Regions from separate parts of the Gossypium hirsutum genome. Here region 2 is linked to region 1. Evidence: chromatin contacts called from public Hi-C data. All regions are on one chromosome and are shown on one strand. The core of a region is the stretch at or near the end of the contact, and the rest is flanking DNA. Distances in the headings are between cores, read along the strand shown. Region 1 has its middle 12 kb from the start of LOC121213523. Region 2 has its middle 12 kb from the start of LOC121214381.

The links. Hi-C and Micro-C count contacts between places; a contact is called where the count stands out from the background.
Region 2: a Hi-C map of leaf shows a contact between it and region 1, with 2.1 times the contacts expected there. The contact joins two enhancer-like sites. A contact is called at or near these places in 2 of 34 Hi-C or Micro-C datasets (leaf and petal).

What each region holds. Positions count from the first base shown.
Region 1 is chrD01:32,949,594-32,957,239 of Gossypium_hirsutum_v2.1, forward strand. No RefSeq gene overlaps it. Among protein-coding and RNA genes, the nearest start is that of LOC121213523, 12 kb to the right of the region's middle. Within about 2 kb of position 4,473, at least 3 of the 9 cell types and tissues checked have an H3K27ac peak or open chromatin away from gene starts, as enhancers often do. A contact at or near this core is called in leaf, where this site is marked.
Region 2 is chrD01:33,330,405-33,338,050 of Gossypium_hirsutum_v2.1, forward strand. No RefSeq gene overlaps it. Among protein-coding and RNA genes, the nearest start is that of LOC121214381, 12 kb to the right of the region's middle. Within about 2 kb of position 4,862, at least 3 of the 9 cell types and tissues checked have an H3K27ac peak or open chromatin away from gene starts, as enhancers often do. A contact at or near this core is called in leaf, where this site is marked.

The DNA.
Region 1 (7,646 bases), core at 3,223-5,722:
TTAATGTTATATCATTTCGATGCAAACAAATAACCATAAAAATATGGATTTTAATTAAAATATACTTAAAATTATTATATTACAAAAAAAAGTTTAATTTAAATTAATATTAAATTAGTAATTTATATTGAGGTTTAGACCTTGAAATTACCTAAATATAATCAAGGTTTTCATAATCAAATTGGTTAGACCATCAATTTTTTGGTTCAATTGAATAAATTATTAAAAATTTAAAAATTAAAACAATAAAAATAGAGAAAAACCGATTTAATCAATTTTTTAGCTCAATTCAACCAATTTGTGATTCAATCTATCCAACCCCTTATTCCAAATTGAAACCACGACTAATTCTTGATCTAACCAGTCCGACCAAATAATTTAATATAATTCAAAATACTGAATATAATTACATTTAATGCAAAATAATTTAAACTCGAATCTAAAATAATTTAAACACCTAAAATTTTAAACTTTAAATGAAAAAAAAAACCTAAACTCAAAATAACCTAACATAAACCTATCAAATCAGTCCATTGCCACCTCAACTCATGGATAGAATGTTGGATTAAGGAAAAGGAAGAGATTTTATAAATATAAGCTGGGTACACGGTCCAGCCCATTTAAATTGTAGCCTATAAGTTCTCAAAATACCTTTTTCTTCAGCTAAGGGCCAGCTTACAATTACACACTAACAAATTGCATTATATACCAAAAATACCTTTGGAAACCATGTAGTTAATATATATATATATATATGTATGTATGAGTTTAAAAATAAATTAATAATGATATATATACAATCTATATTGAATTAAAATAAAAAATTAATTTAAATTATAAGTAAAAAAAAACTTTAAATACCTAAACATATCATATTATAAATATTAAATACAATCTAATTGTTCATCATCATTTTTTTATTTTTTATAACATGTTAAAATGTTATCATGTTGGTCAAAGGAAAATTCAATATTGAGTCGATTTGTGGCACCAACTTAATCGCAGATATTATGTATACTAATTTTTGTTACACCCATGATGTAAGTGAAAGAAAAACATAATATTAAAATTATAATTATAAAAAAAAATGGGATGAAGTTCAAAACTGCACATGAACTTTGGTTCAATGTGCAATGCTATAGGTGAACTATAATTTTGTACAAATTTATACATTAAATGTTTATTTGATTCAAATTTCACAATTTACTAATACAACTATAGATATAACATCATTTTAAACAAATAGTTATATTTATTTAATACAAAAATAAAATTAATATACTTATTTCTTTAAATTGTAAAATTAGATCAAAATCGGAGTTTCATATATACATTTGAACTACAATAAAATAATTAAAGTTTGTGCATCAAAATTGTACTTGAACCAAAATTCATGTAGAATTTTGATACTTCTCCCTAAAAAATATCAATAATTGAGTTATAGATGAAATGGTAAAATACTTATTGTAAACATTGTTTAGGCTTAGGTACATTCTTACACATTACATTAAATTATTCAAAAAATTTATAAAAAAATTATATAGATATCGGTAAGGATTTCATACAAGAAAAATTAAGAACCTGTCAAATATATTTAATTTACATTAAAAAAATAAAAATTAAAAAATAAAAGAATACATGACCTGCTTGTAGAGTTGTTTAGTTCAATTGCAAATGTACCCTACAATAATCTTTTGGTTAAATGAAATAATTTCAGTTTTAGTCTCTCCCAGTTATAAGTATTCAATTTAAATCCTTTTAAAACAGAAAAATTACCCCAAGCACATTAAAATTCTAAAATTTTATTATCCACAAAAGGAGATGTGTAGTACAAAGCCAGTTTCAATCAAAGCATCCTTGTTGATTTGTGTAGCTAAGGCAGCCATTACAGGCCGGCACGACGCCACCATTGTCATCACTCTCTCTATACCAAATGTTTGTGGTGGGCAATCATTTGAAGGAGACAAGGCCTGACTTCGGCAGGCACCGGTGGGGTTAATCATCAACCAAATTTCATTAATTTAAATAAATAAATTACACTTACCTGTCCAACAAGCTCAGATACATTTGAATAATCTCTTCAAAGAGTTTAAGAAACCTCCTTTGATGTTTCCCTTCACGTACTGCATATAATATGCATGAACCTCACATCATTATTCTAACCAATTGCACATGTTTTTTTTCCTTTTTCCTTTATTTATTTATTTATTTCCTTTTTCATACATGTTTTTGGACCTCACCGCTAATAACATTTTTATCTAATAAATTAAATTAAAATAATTGTATTTGTCCATAATAGTGATTAATTATTTTATCGTGGATGCTCCATGAAGAGGTAAATGGATAACCATAAAATGTGCTCTATTCTCATGAGTGAGAATCGAGCTCCCCATCATATGATTAAGGAAAGAGATGAACACCTTATGACAATTAAAAATCTAAAGTTAAAATTATTTGCATATAAATTAGACTTGAAATTATGAAAATATAGAAATTAATAAGAAAAATTAACCTGATTTGGATTTCTCAAGAGCATTTGATTTTGATCCAAAAACATATGAAAGGACATAAATTGTAATTATTGTTCCATAACTCAAATGGTCAAATATTACACAAAATAATATTCCATATCTAGGTTTGATTTATGTTGGAAATATATCCATTTGCCATGAAGCCTTTCATTGCTAGATGAAGAGAATCTCTTCAATTTTAATTGTTCTTTTTTTTTCAAATAAGAAGATTTTGATGTCACCTTAAGATGAGACATATTGGGATGGAATAATAAGACATCATTGTGATTTTTTTTATTTGTATTTTTTTAAGAATAAAATATATCTATCAAGAAAAATGTGATTGAAAAAAAATGTTTACAATACTATATATACATATATATATACTCTTTCTTGTCCATTGTGAGGTTGTGGTGAATTAGAGCAAAATTGTTCCATGTGCACTTGAGGGAAAAAAATTTATTATGGAATTCTTTTCAAAGAGTATCCTATGTAATTTCTAAGATGAGCTTGCTTAATTTAATTTCTAGCAAATATTTTTGGTAATTTAATGCAATTCTACAAAAATTAACTCAATTCCATTGTACTAAAGGATTGAATAAAATAATATATTTTGAAAACAACTTCATCTCCCTTCTTAATAATATTATCTAGACTATATTTAAGGGCTTCAATTGATTAATTTTATAAAATAATAAAAATTATTGTGGGGATATTATTTTCATTTCAAATCATGTTAAATTCTGATGGGATTTCATTCCAAACTTTTACCATTTCTTCATTTAATTTTTGTTTTATAAATTTATTATTTTCACATAAACAATAAAACAAGCATGCAAAGTGAATGGAATGGATGTAAATGTAATTTGAAAATCTTGTGGGAAAAAAGTGTTGTAAAAGTAATATTTCAAAATCAACTTTTTGAAAACAAAAGCAAAAAGGAGGTACAAAAAGCAAATGGTTTCAACTTCAATAAAATCTCAAACCTTTTGCTTCAGCAAAACCTCATTATCTATACTAACAACCAATTCTTTTCACTCAATTGGATAATACATGCATAAATGCAAAAGAAATATTTTTGAGGATTTTACTCGTTTAATTAAAAAATTATCCATTTTTCATAAGTTTTTTTTATATAATAATTCATCCTAAAATAAATCAACATCTAATTAATAGGATAAAACTTGAGATCTCCCACTTCTCATAATTAATCACTCATTTATTTTTCCTAAAAAAAATATCTTACTTTTTTTTTCTCTCTTTAATAAATATTTTTTCCTCAAGATCTGAGATTTAATTCTATGCTACCCTATGTGTAAGCTTGTAATGGCACCCAAAAACAAAAGAATTTGATTACATGCATTTGCATGTCTAACAAAGTTTAATATATATAAATATGCACTAGATTAGTAACATATATGTTAAAAATATACAGATTTATTTAGTGTTTTGTTAATCTTTCTACAATAAATAATTTTATGAAAAAAATCAATAATAAATTTTAGATTTGATTCAGTTTATATATTTATTTTTAATGCTTTTGAAATTATTAATTAATTTATTAATGATATGACTTAATATGCACAGGTGAATCCAGAAATTCTTTCAGGGGAAGAAATTGAATTATAAATTGAGAAGTAAAGATGTTTATTTAAATAATTGTATTAATTTAATAGTATTAATATGATATATAAGTGTTTGAATTTTGTTTTACTTATAACATAATCTGTTTTTTATTTTGATATTATACATATTTATGTATTATTGTATATTATTTTTAAATATAAATTTATATTCTAAATAAACGGAAAATAATAATTTGAAAAAGTTTGAATAAAAGTGTTGTTAGAAAATAAAAGTGAAAGAAAGTGGTTTGACTTGAAAGGGCCGGGGATGGATTGGTGGATTAGGGTCCGTCCAAAAACGAGGTAAGGGCAAAAAGGCCGACACTCTCTGACAGGAGGGTGAGTGAATGAACACGTGTGAAGTGGACAAGCTATAAAACTGGACGCATTATGTAGATGCATGGAATGACGGTGCATTTATAAGTCACTGTTACCTCTCTTGTCTTCACTCAAAAATGTTTGTAATGTGGCCCCATTTTGATTTTCTAACATTTATGGTACTTGGATTGCGTGGTCGGTCGGTTTGTGTTTTATTAATTCTTTTTAAAGGTAGACCAGATTGTTGAAGCCAAACAATATACAAACATATTAGTTAATTTTAAGCCATGTTTTATTTATGTGAGAATAAAATATCTCATGCTATTTTCTCCAATATAAACAATTCCTCCCATTCTCAAAACGTTAAAATTTTCTATTAGTCCCTATACTTTATGGAAGTTGTGAATTTAGTCTACTATACTTTGATTTGATCAATGCTAGTTCATGTCCTTTTTGAATTTTAAAATTTCAGTCCTCATCAAATGATAATTGTTAAATTTATTAAGTTAAGTTCTTCTGTTTCCAAAACTTGATGCACCAAACATATTATCGTGTGTAATGCCATGTCAGCTTATTATTTCCACATATTACTCATTACAAATCTAGTTAATGGATTGACGATTTCCATTCGCGTTAAGATTAAAATTTCAAATTCAATAAGCATATGGATTTAGAATGATCAGATTGGAGAAAATGGACCAAACCTACAATTGTACGCATAGTACACAACTAGTAATTGAATTTGACCAAACAAAATCAACTGTTTCTATTTGAGTCAATACTAAAATTTCAAAATTCAAAAAGTACAAGGGCTATAATCAATCATTTTGAAAAGTACATGTACTAAAAATGATCAAATTAAAATACAAAGACTAAATCCATAAATTTTGAAATGTATAGAGAATAATACTAAAATTTAATCTTCTCAAAATTTGCTTAAAACAACGGTTAAAACTTTCATCTAACATCTACATGATACATATTTAAATATTGTCACCCCTTACCCCTCTACAGTATTGTCATGATAAAAAAAATATCTTCCTATACATATTTAAATATGGTCACGCAAATAAAATAATAAGCACGAGAATAACCTGGTTTTTGTGGGTTTCTTTTTTCTAGGAAATTCATATTAATAGACAAATTTATTAAATAATTTCCTGAATTTTTATTAAATAATTTTACGATTAATTTTTATTATTCACGATTTTGATTTTTCTTAAAAATTATCTAGTTTTGGGGTGTGTGCTCAAACTCACCTCATCCTGTACTGACAACAATGTTAATGCCAATCGAACTAAGACTCAACTGACAAGAAATTATATTTATCTTTAAATTTTTTTATATTAAATATTAAATTAATTTTAAATAAATTATCTCTTTATTTTAAAATTTTATGTTATTGAATTAACTTTTAAGGCTATAATAATAAAATTATTGAATATTAAATTGTTAAGCTTAAAATATAATTTAAAAAAAAACATTTTTTGGGACAACAAACTAAGCTATTTCTAGGGTAGGTGAACACCTAGCCAATAGGTCACAACTTTAGTTCAATAAAGATGCATATTAGGGTTTTTTACACAAATGGTATAGAAAAAAAATACTGAAATAGGATGTCAAAAAAATTTACTAAAATAGGTTACTTTTTCATTGGAGTCTATTAGGTAGGCACCAATGAATAAAAAAATAATAAATTTTTTTGAATAAAATATTTTTTTTATATTTTTTTAATAATTTTTTTAAAAAAATACGAGTTAAAATACGGTCAACGGATCGGGTCGGGTCGGGTCGGGTCGGGTGGCGCCTATTAGGTAGGCGCCAATGAAGGTGCCTCACAGAGAGGCGCCAATGAAGGTGCCTCATAGAGAGGCGCCAATGAATATTGTAATTTTGTATTAATATTGTAATTATTTTATAATTAAATTTGTATTTATAGTTTTGGATTAGTATTTTGTATGAATACTGTAATTTTTTATATGAATATTGTAATTTTGTGTTTGTCATTTTGTAATCAAAAAAATGAATTCAGTTAATTTGTTTCAAAAAATCAATAAATATTGTTAAATAAATACAAAATAAAATAAAAAATAATTATATAAAAGTTACATTATATAAAAATTAAATTAGTTAACAACAACTATATGATTAAAAAAGTCAGTTATAATTAAACTTTTAATAAAATGATTTTTAATTTTTTTATAATTAAACTTTTAATAAGATGATTTTTAATTTTTTTATAAACTTTATATGTAAACTCACCAAATATTAAACTAAACACAACAACTTATAGCTTAATCCTAAATTACTAATAAATTAAATTTTAAATAATTACAAACACAAAAATTTATAACATAATCCTAAATTACTAACAAATTATTTATAAAATAATTACAATATTCATACAAAAAATTACAATATTACAATATATCTCGACATTACAATATTCATACAAAATTACAATATTACAATATTCATACAAAATTATAATATTACAATATTCATACAAAATTACAATATTCATATAAAAAATTACAATATTCATACAAAATACTAATCCAAAACTATAAATACAAATTTAATTATAAAATAATTACAATATTAATACAAAATTACAATATTCATTGGCGCCTCTGTATGAGACACCTTCATTGGCGCCTCTCTGTGAGGCACCTTCATTGGCGCCTACCTGATAGGCGCCACCCGATCCAACCCGACCCGTTGATCGTATTTTAACTCGTATTTTTTAAAAAAAATTATTAAAAAATATAAAAAATATTTTATTCAAAAAAAAATTTATTATTTTTTTATTCATTGGCGCCTACCTAATAGGCTCCAATGAAAAAGTAACCTATTTTGGTAAAAAAAATTTCTGACATCCTATTTCAATATTTTTTTTTCTATACCATTTGTGTAAAAAATCCTGCATATTAATAACATTTATCAAATTAAATTTATTTTTTTGAAATATAATAAGAGATAATTTCATTTATTGATTAAAGTTGAACAAAGATAAATATAAAATTATAAAAAAATTGAATATTAAAAATTTGAATATTTTTATACAATATATAAAATAAATAATATTAATATAATCGATTCTAAATTAGTTAAATATTTTTTAAAAATATTTTGTAATTACATTACTTTTTCAATTCATTAATGATTTTGAACAAAAACTAATATTATAAAT
Region 2 (7,646 bases), core at 3,612-6,111, 380 kb after region 1:
AAACAAAATAGGATATTGGTGGTTAAGTCAAACATAAAAATAAAATAAAATATTACTAACAACTTATCCCCCAGAATATTATAATAACCCAACCACCAGCTTTTGTAATTTAAAAAGAATTCAATTGCTAACAAAGACAAACAACAAAAACATTCCATATGCTCAAAACAAGATTCAAACTCAAGACCCAAGCAAACAACCCAAAGCACTTAACCAACCCACGAAAACAAATTACTTGACAATCTTACACAATTAAAAATCCAAAAACTTTAGGACGTTACAGAACTTGCTAAAAACTAAAATTTATGTAGTCGTTAAACCTCTCAATATCGAACCTTATTATCATATCTGAATATGTCGATCTGTGGAATCCAAACCAAGCTATTATAGTAAATTGATAGGGATCGACTCATACAGGCAACGAGAAAACAAAAATAAAAGTAGAGAAGATCAAACACATAAATATTTATGTGGAAAAATTTCTCCAAAAAATAGGACAAAAAACCACAGGCAAAGAAGACTTCACTAAATGACCAAAAACCGAAAGAGTATAAGACAAAATAATCTCAACAAATAAACTTTAAACCCAAAAAAAACAAAGCACTTTGGCTAAAACCCGAAATTCCCAAAAACTCACAAAAACTCTCTCAATCACAAAGATGATGATGATTACTATAGGTTACAAAAATCCCTTTTATAGGCTAAATTTGAAGGTTAAATGCGACTAAAGTAACCCTAGACTAATCAGAGTTTAACTAGGAAACAATAGTAGAGTTTAACTAGGAGAAGAAAATATGGTTGAATTGGGAAACACATTGCCACATCATATGTCCCTCGTCAGGATGTTATTCTTCGCATCGTCGAGACATTGTTTTCTTCTTGTCTGGACGTCGAGTGTCTCGTCATCGGGATGTCAGCTTTTCCTCGTTGCAATGTCAATTCGTAAATTTAAGGCACACTCTACAAAAATCTTTTGTTTGGAATTGAACTACAGTTGAAAAAATAAATAAATTTCAAGAAATTTTTTATATAGTAAGGGTCTATTTGTTTCACTAATAATGGCTTCCGGAAAATGATTTCCAGAAATTTACTTACTTTCCTAAAAAAGTTAATATTTTATGGTGTTTGGACGAATCTATGTAAAATATTTTTCATTGTTTGACAGATTTCTTAAAAATATTTCATAAAAGTTGTTTTCAATGAAACAAACATATATTTAAGATTTTCTTATCTTTTCATTGTTTAATTGAGTTTATTTTATATCTATAAATTTATATTTTACATTGTTTTTATATATATTAAAAATATTTTGTTAAATTCAGGTTCATTACAGTGCTATTTTTTAGTTACGTGACTACCAAGTGAGTATTTTTTATTTAAAAATGTGACATCAACAAAATTGAAAAAATTAACAATGTCAACAATTAGACTTGATTTTCAAATCTGAAAAGTAGAGGGACTAAATTATTAAATATAAAAGTAAAACAACTAAATTGCAAATTCGTGAAAAGTACATAGACTTATGATATATTTTAACCTTTATACTACAAAAAATTTATTATTGATATATTTATAATTGTAATAAATATTTATTATTAAAATATAAATATTGAATATTTTCAATAATATGTGAAGAATATTATTTAAAATTATTATTTTTAAAATTTATTATTAAAATAAAATTTAAATATTAAACAATTTATTAAAATAATAAATTATATTAATTATATTAATAATTTATTATATGACTAAATATAAATAATTAAATATGTATGTTTAATAATATTGGAAAATATAATATTTTAATAATTTTAATTTTTTTTAAAAATAAAAATAAAATTTATTATCAATATAATAATATTAAGCTTTATTTAAATTAATTTTTATATAAAAATAAAATTACCTATAGAGTAGCTCTTTTCCAGAAAATAACTTATGCTTTTTAAAATGATAAGTCATTTTATAGAAAAAATGACTTATTTTGAGATGACCTGTAAGTCATCTTCCATTGACCAAGCTATTTTCTATTAAATAAATACAGGAAAATGTAGAAAATATTTTCCGTAAAACTTTTTACATGTAAACAAACGGGCCCTAAATGTTTACTCTGTTATAATTTGGGCTTAATTAATTTTTTTTAAAAAGTATAAGCATTAAAATGATCCATTTATTAAGAAAGAGAATAATTTAATTCAATTCCAATAATATAGAGAACTCCTAAATACTTTTAACCCAAAAGAATCATATTTCTAATTAGGCCCAAATTAAGCTTGGGTGAAGGTTTGAAATTTAAGTTTGAGGTTTGGGCCCAAATGAATATACAAATTTTAAAATTAAATTCACAATAAAATAATAAACAAGCCAGTAGACTAGAACAAAATAAAAACTTAGATTTAATGTTGGTGTTGCTTGATAAATTGAAAAATTAAATGCTGAAAAAATAAATGTTGAAAAATTAAGTATTAAAAATTTAGTCATGCATAATATCCTCATCAAGTGAATATAATTAATTATGAGATTAAGAGGAGTGATGTCAAAATTGGACTAAATCAATCAATTGTGTTGGTTAACTGTTAAATAAAAAATCTATGATCCAATTGGTGGTAAAAAATCAAACATAAAGTAAATTATTTTTAACCAGTAAAAAATTATAAATTGAGAAAAAAAAATCAGGATTCAATTGGCGAAATCTTTTTACTTTTTTTTTAGATTTTGTTGAATCATAAAATAGTGAGATGAATTCGATTATTGATCCAATTTTTACAATATTGGCTGAGGGTTAAAAGTAGTTTGAAAAAAAAAATCAACTCTCCTTTAAGTCGGAACCATTTTAAAACTCAAAGAGTAGAAATGGGTCGAATATTTGTACTTTTTTTACTTATCTAAATCTGAATTAGCAAATGTGTCTAAAAATATGAATCCGTAAATTATTGAGTATCTAAATCCGAATTAGCAAATGTATCTAAAAATATGAATCTGTAAATTATTGAGTACTATTGTGTAAATCCAAATCCAAATCCAAATTCAAATTAAAAATCATTATTCGTCATATATTTGAATCCAAAAAAATCTAAATTTGAATATCTTAAAATTAAAATTTTAAAAATAATATAAAATAAAACAAAACAAAATTTATTCATAATTAAAAAAAAATAATGTAAAATGAATTAAGAGAAGTAGTTAAATAAAAATCCAAACAAATTAAACTTAACAACTCCAAAACAATTTATATGTACCTAACAACTTTTTTTTTTGTTTGAATATAATATACCTAATGACTTAAACATAAGAATTCTAAATAAATTATAATTGCATATATTATAATCTACCATAAAGTTAGTTCCACATTTAGAGTTAAAGCTTACATATCATTATATAAAAGCATACATTTAATATCATAATTGTATATAGGATTACATATCATTAATAATATACCCTAATTATATAATGCTAATTGTATATATTATAATTTACCATAATTTTAGTTATACGTGTTAGAGTTTGTGTGACTTGAATTCTGTTACTTGTTGAAAAAATAAATAAGGGGATCTGTGGGGGTGAGAGGTTAAGAGTTGTAGGTTTTTTCAACCCTTAAATAGGTATAGTCAAAACTCCTCTTGTGATACAAATTTCCAAACTTGGAGGGTTTGGAAAATAGCTCGAATGGAAGGACCGTCTCGAATAGGTTCAATTGGTGGAAACCTTGACCCGTAGCACTTGAATACTTTAAGGAACCGTAGTTATATTAAAACTATGACCCACTTAAATGTGAAAGAATACTCGAACCTTGGTAAGCAAAGCCGCCACACTCCGTGATGGGAAATGAATTGATAAGACAATTGGGTGAATGCCACAAACTCATAAAAGTTTGATAAGTTCAGCTTAATCCAATGAAGAACCGTGAGATAATAATCTCACCAACAAAGTTTATATTCAGAATAATTATCTAACCTCAACATCGTCCTTTTACAAGATATATATAGGCCCTAATTTGACTATTCAAATTCAGCAGCTACACTAGCTTTTATCACAACTTAAAATTTGGTTATAACTTTATGATGGGCAACCAATAAGTCATGACTCTTCACTTGATTCAGATAGCTAAAAAGTCATGTCTCTTCATTTGTTGAAAGCTTAATCTTCCATGATTGTGCTGTTTAGTGTCCCTTTATCCCCCTTATGACCAAATGTTATGTTGCTTGACATTCATCTCTTTTAATGGCTCCATAATGATCCTTAAGGGCATGAAACCAATCAGATTTTGAAGAGTCACTCATGATTCATTTAAACAACCACCATAATGAGCTTTAAATGAATGAAATCGATTAGACTTGAAGAGTTATTCTTAGTCCTATAAATAGTCAGCTACAAGATAAATAATTAGACATTAAACATTGACAACTTTTCATATTCATATTCAGCTAAAATATTTAACTTAAAACACACATATTTATGATTGAAACCAGCATAATGTAAATACACACATGCATTTATTTATGAACATGTAACTCCAACCTATGCTTAAATATAATTAACATATAAGATGCATAAATGCATGGCTTAATTAAAATGCAAACTTATTTTCATAATGTACATAATTAAAACACAAACTTAATTAACATATGAGATGGTTTTATGCATGACTTAATTAAATGCAAAATACATAATGCTAGACACAATTAAAGATGTAGACATATAATGCAAGACATAATTTAAAGATACAAACTTATTAAACTGAAATGAAACTTAATTAAAGTCTTCTTAAACTGTCTCATGATTAACCAAACCCAATGGAGGTCTCATCCAACTCTCGGATCAGCATTTGACTTGGTCTTGGCCAATCAGAACATAATTAATTTGGGCTTGTTCCCAATGTCCACACATAGGCCCTTTAAACTCTTCTTTGACCCACTTTGTTCGCCCCCCATAGTTGACCTAATTGGTAAACACAAATGATCAATCTTTGTTCTAGCTATCTCAAGAAGATGTGGTTCATGGAAATTAGGCCCAACTTCAAATTGTTTCACCTTGGCAAGAATTGATTCAGCCTTGGTGGGCAGAATCACATCATCTTGTATCATTCACTTATCGATATTAGTCTATTCATGGGTTTTTCCGAAAGGGTTTTCACGTAAAATTTATGTGTTTTTATTTTTATTTTTCTTATTATTTTGCGATCATTCTATTACCAGTATTGACGTCTCTCATAACAATACGTTTAGGGTTTAATCTTACATATCATTAATATAAAAATGTACATTATAATAATGTAATTGTATATAGGGTTAGTAATCTTAAATAATCTACCTTAATTATATAATCCTAATTGTATATATTATAATCTACCGTAAAATGAGTTACACGTTTAATGTTTAGGTACATATCATTAATAAAATAATACAAATTATAATATCATAATTGTATAATAATATTATTATACATTCATAATTTACATATATATATATAACAATTGATATATTATATGTCCTTAAACATGTATGTATACAATTATTTATAATATAACATGTATTGAATATAATTAAGTGATATTAGAAAATAAATTTATATTATAATATTTATTTTAATTATATAAATATGAAATAATTTTTTTAAAGTAATTTAACTAATTGAGTTAATAAAATAATAAAAAAAGCAGTGAAAAATTTAGGAATTACGATGGTCTCATCTCATTGTTTGCTTAGGTTTAAAAATAAAAAAATAAAATTTAGAAGAAGCTACATGACATTTAAAAGAAGACGAAATAGTTATTTTCAATTTTATTATTAATTAGTATATTTATTTTAAAAAAATATTTTTATTATATTTTTATACATTAATTATTAACTTGTGTAAATTATAACTAATGTTTAAGAGCAGTATTAGTAGTTAAAACATGGTTTTATGTGTAAGAGGTTTTGGGTGCAAACTTGTTAGAAGAGGTCTATTTGCATCCGCTTTGAATCCGTAAAATTTGAATTGGATAAATCCGAAATTCGAATTGCCATCCCTATCAAAGCTATAAAGCTTTGGGACTTGAGTTAGCAATAACTTTCACCTTGAGGTGTGAACTTTTTTTATCCAAATTAGTCATTGAATTTGATAAATGTTTCTATATTGGGATATGGACTAGACAATTGCTCTCACATTAGAATTTTAATTTTTTTATTTAAATTAATCCCTAAACTTAAAAATTGTTTTAAGAACTGTTTTCATATTGAAGTTTGATATTTGGCAATTATTCTCCCATGAAAGTCTAAACTTTAAAATTTTGAAGGAAACATTAAAGATTAATTTAGATAAAAAAATACATACCCAAAGTGAGAATAATTTCGAATTCCGTATTCCAAAAGGTAATAGAACCATTGAACTCTTGAAAGAAAAGGGGAAGGAAATATAATGGCCTGGAGAGCCCATCCTGGAAAAAAGGGGCTCACTTAGAAAGCACTTGTTAGATTGTATATGAGCCAGTTATGTTGAGTAAAGTGGGCTGACATTAAAGACATAATTGAGGTAGCAAGTTCCAGAATTGGGGTAGATCCTGAATGAATTCATTGAATTGAAAGTTGATGGGATATTTAATGGTTGAAAGCAAGATACTTTGCCCAATAAAGAGAAACTCCCATAACTTTAATTAATTAATGCTTGAATCAAAGCCTTTAAACTTTTCTTATGTTTCATGATTAAGCTTTCCAAAGGTGACAACTCACTCCCACAAATCGATAGGACAACTTTTAACTACAATTCAACCCTATAAAACAAAAAACATTGGCATTGGGTTGCCAACCCCTACTCCTCTTTCTTGGGTGTTTTCCGGGCTCCGGCCAAGTAATCAACCCCTGGTCTCTCCCCACATAAAGTGCCCAACCGAAGTGACACTGTCTAAAGTATCTTATTATCATATATATATTTTTTATAATTTGACATATTATATATAAAAATTTAAAGTTATAATGATTAATTGTTTACATAATTCTTCGACTTTCAACCATTTAAAAATTTTGAAAAGTGTAATTGTATTAATTATTTAAACATGTAATATATATCTACAAACAATTATATTTTTTAATTAAACAAATATTTACACTTAAATTTAATTTTTGTTTGACTTTTTAAAAACATCCTAAAACTTTAGAGGTAAAATTTAGATAAAATCCGTCCACCCCAATATATTGACTAATATGTTTTATAACTATTTTTATATTTTTAATTATGATTTTTTAGTTTATAAGAATATATAACATATATCTTGATTTTAAAAATATTTATATATTTTTATTATAATTTTTTAGCTATTATAAAATTTTATAAATATATATGACTTGATTTTTTAAAAACTAATATACTTTTAGAATATTATATAAAATTTCGGTATGAATTAAAGAAACCATTCTAGAGCCGAGTTGAAAACAGTATTAAAATATATTAAATAAAGTTCACACAACATTAATTTAAGTGTATGTAAATAAAAATATAGTTCAACTCAGCTGTGATCTTAGTTTTGATTCACCAGGTCAATATTTACTATATAACCAATTGTGATAGTATCTATGTCGCTCACAATCACACTTAAATCCTTGATCTAAATGTCACAAATTGAAATATGTGTTTCTCAGTGTAATTATTGAGCAATCCCATCTATCATGCAT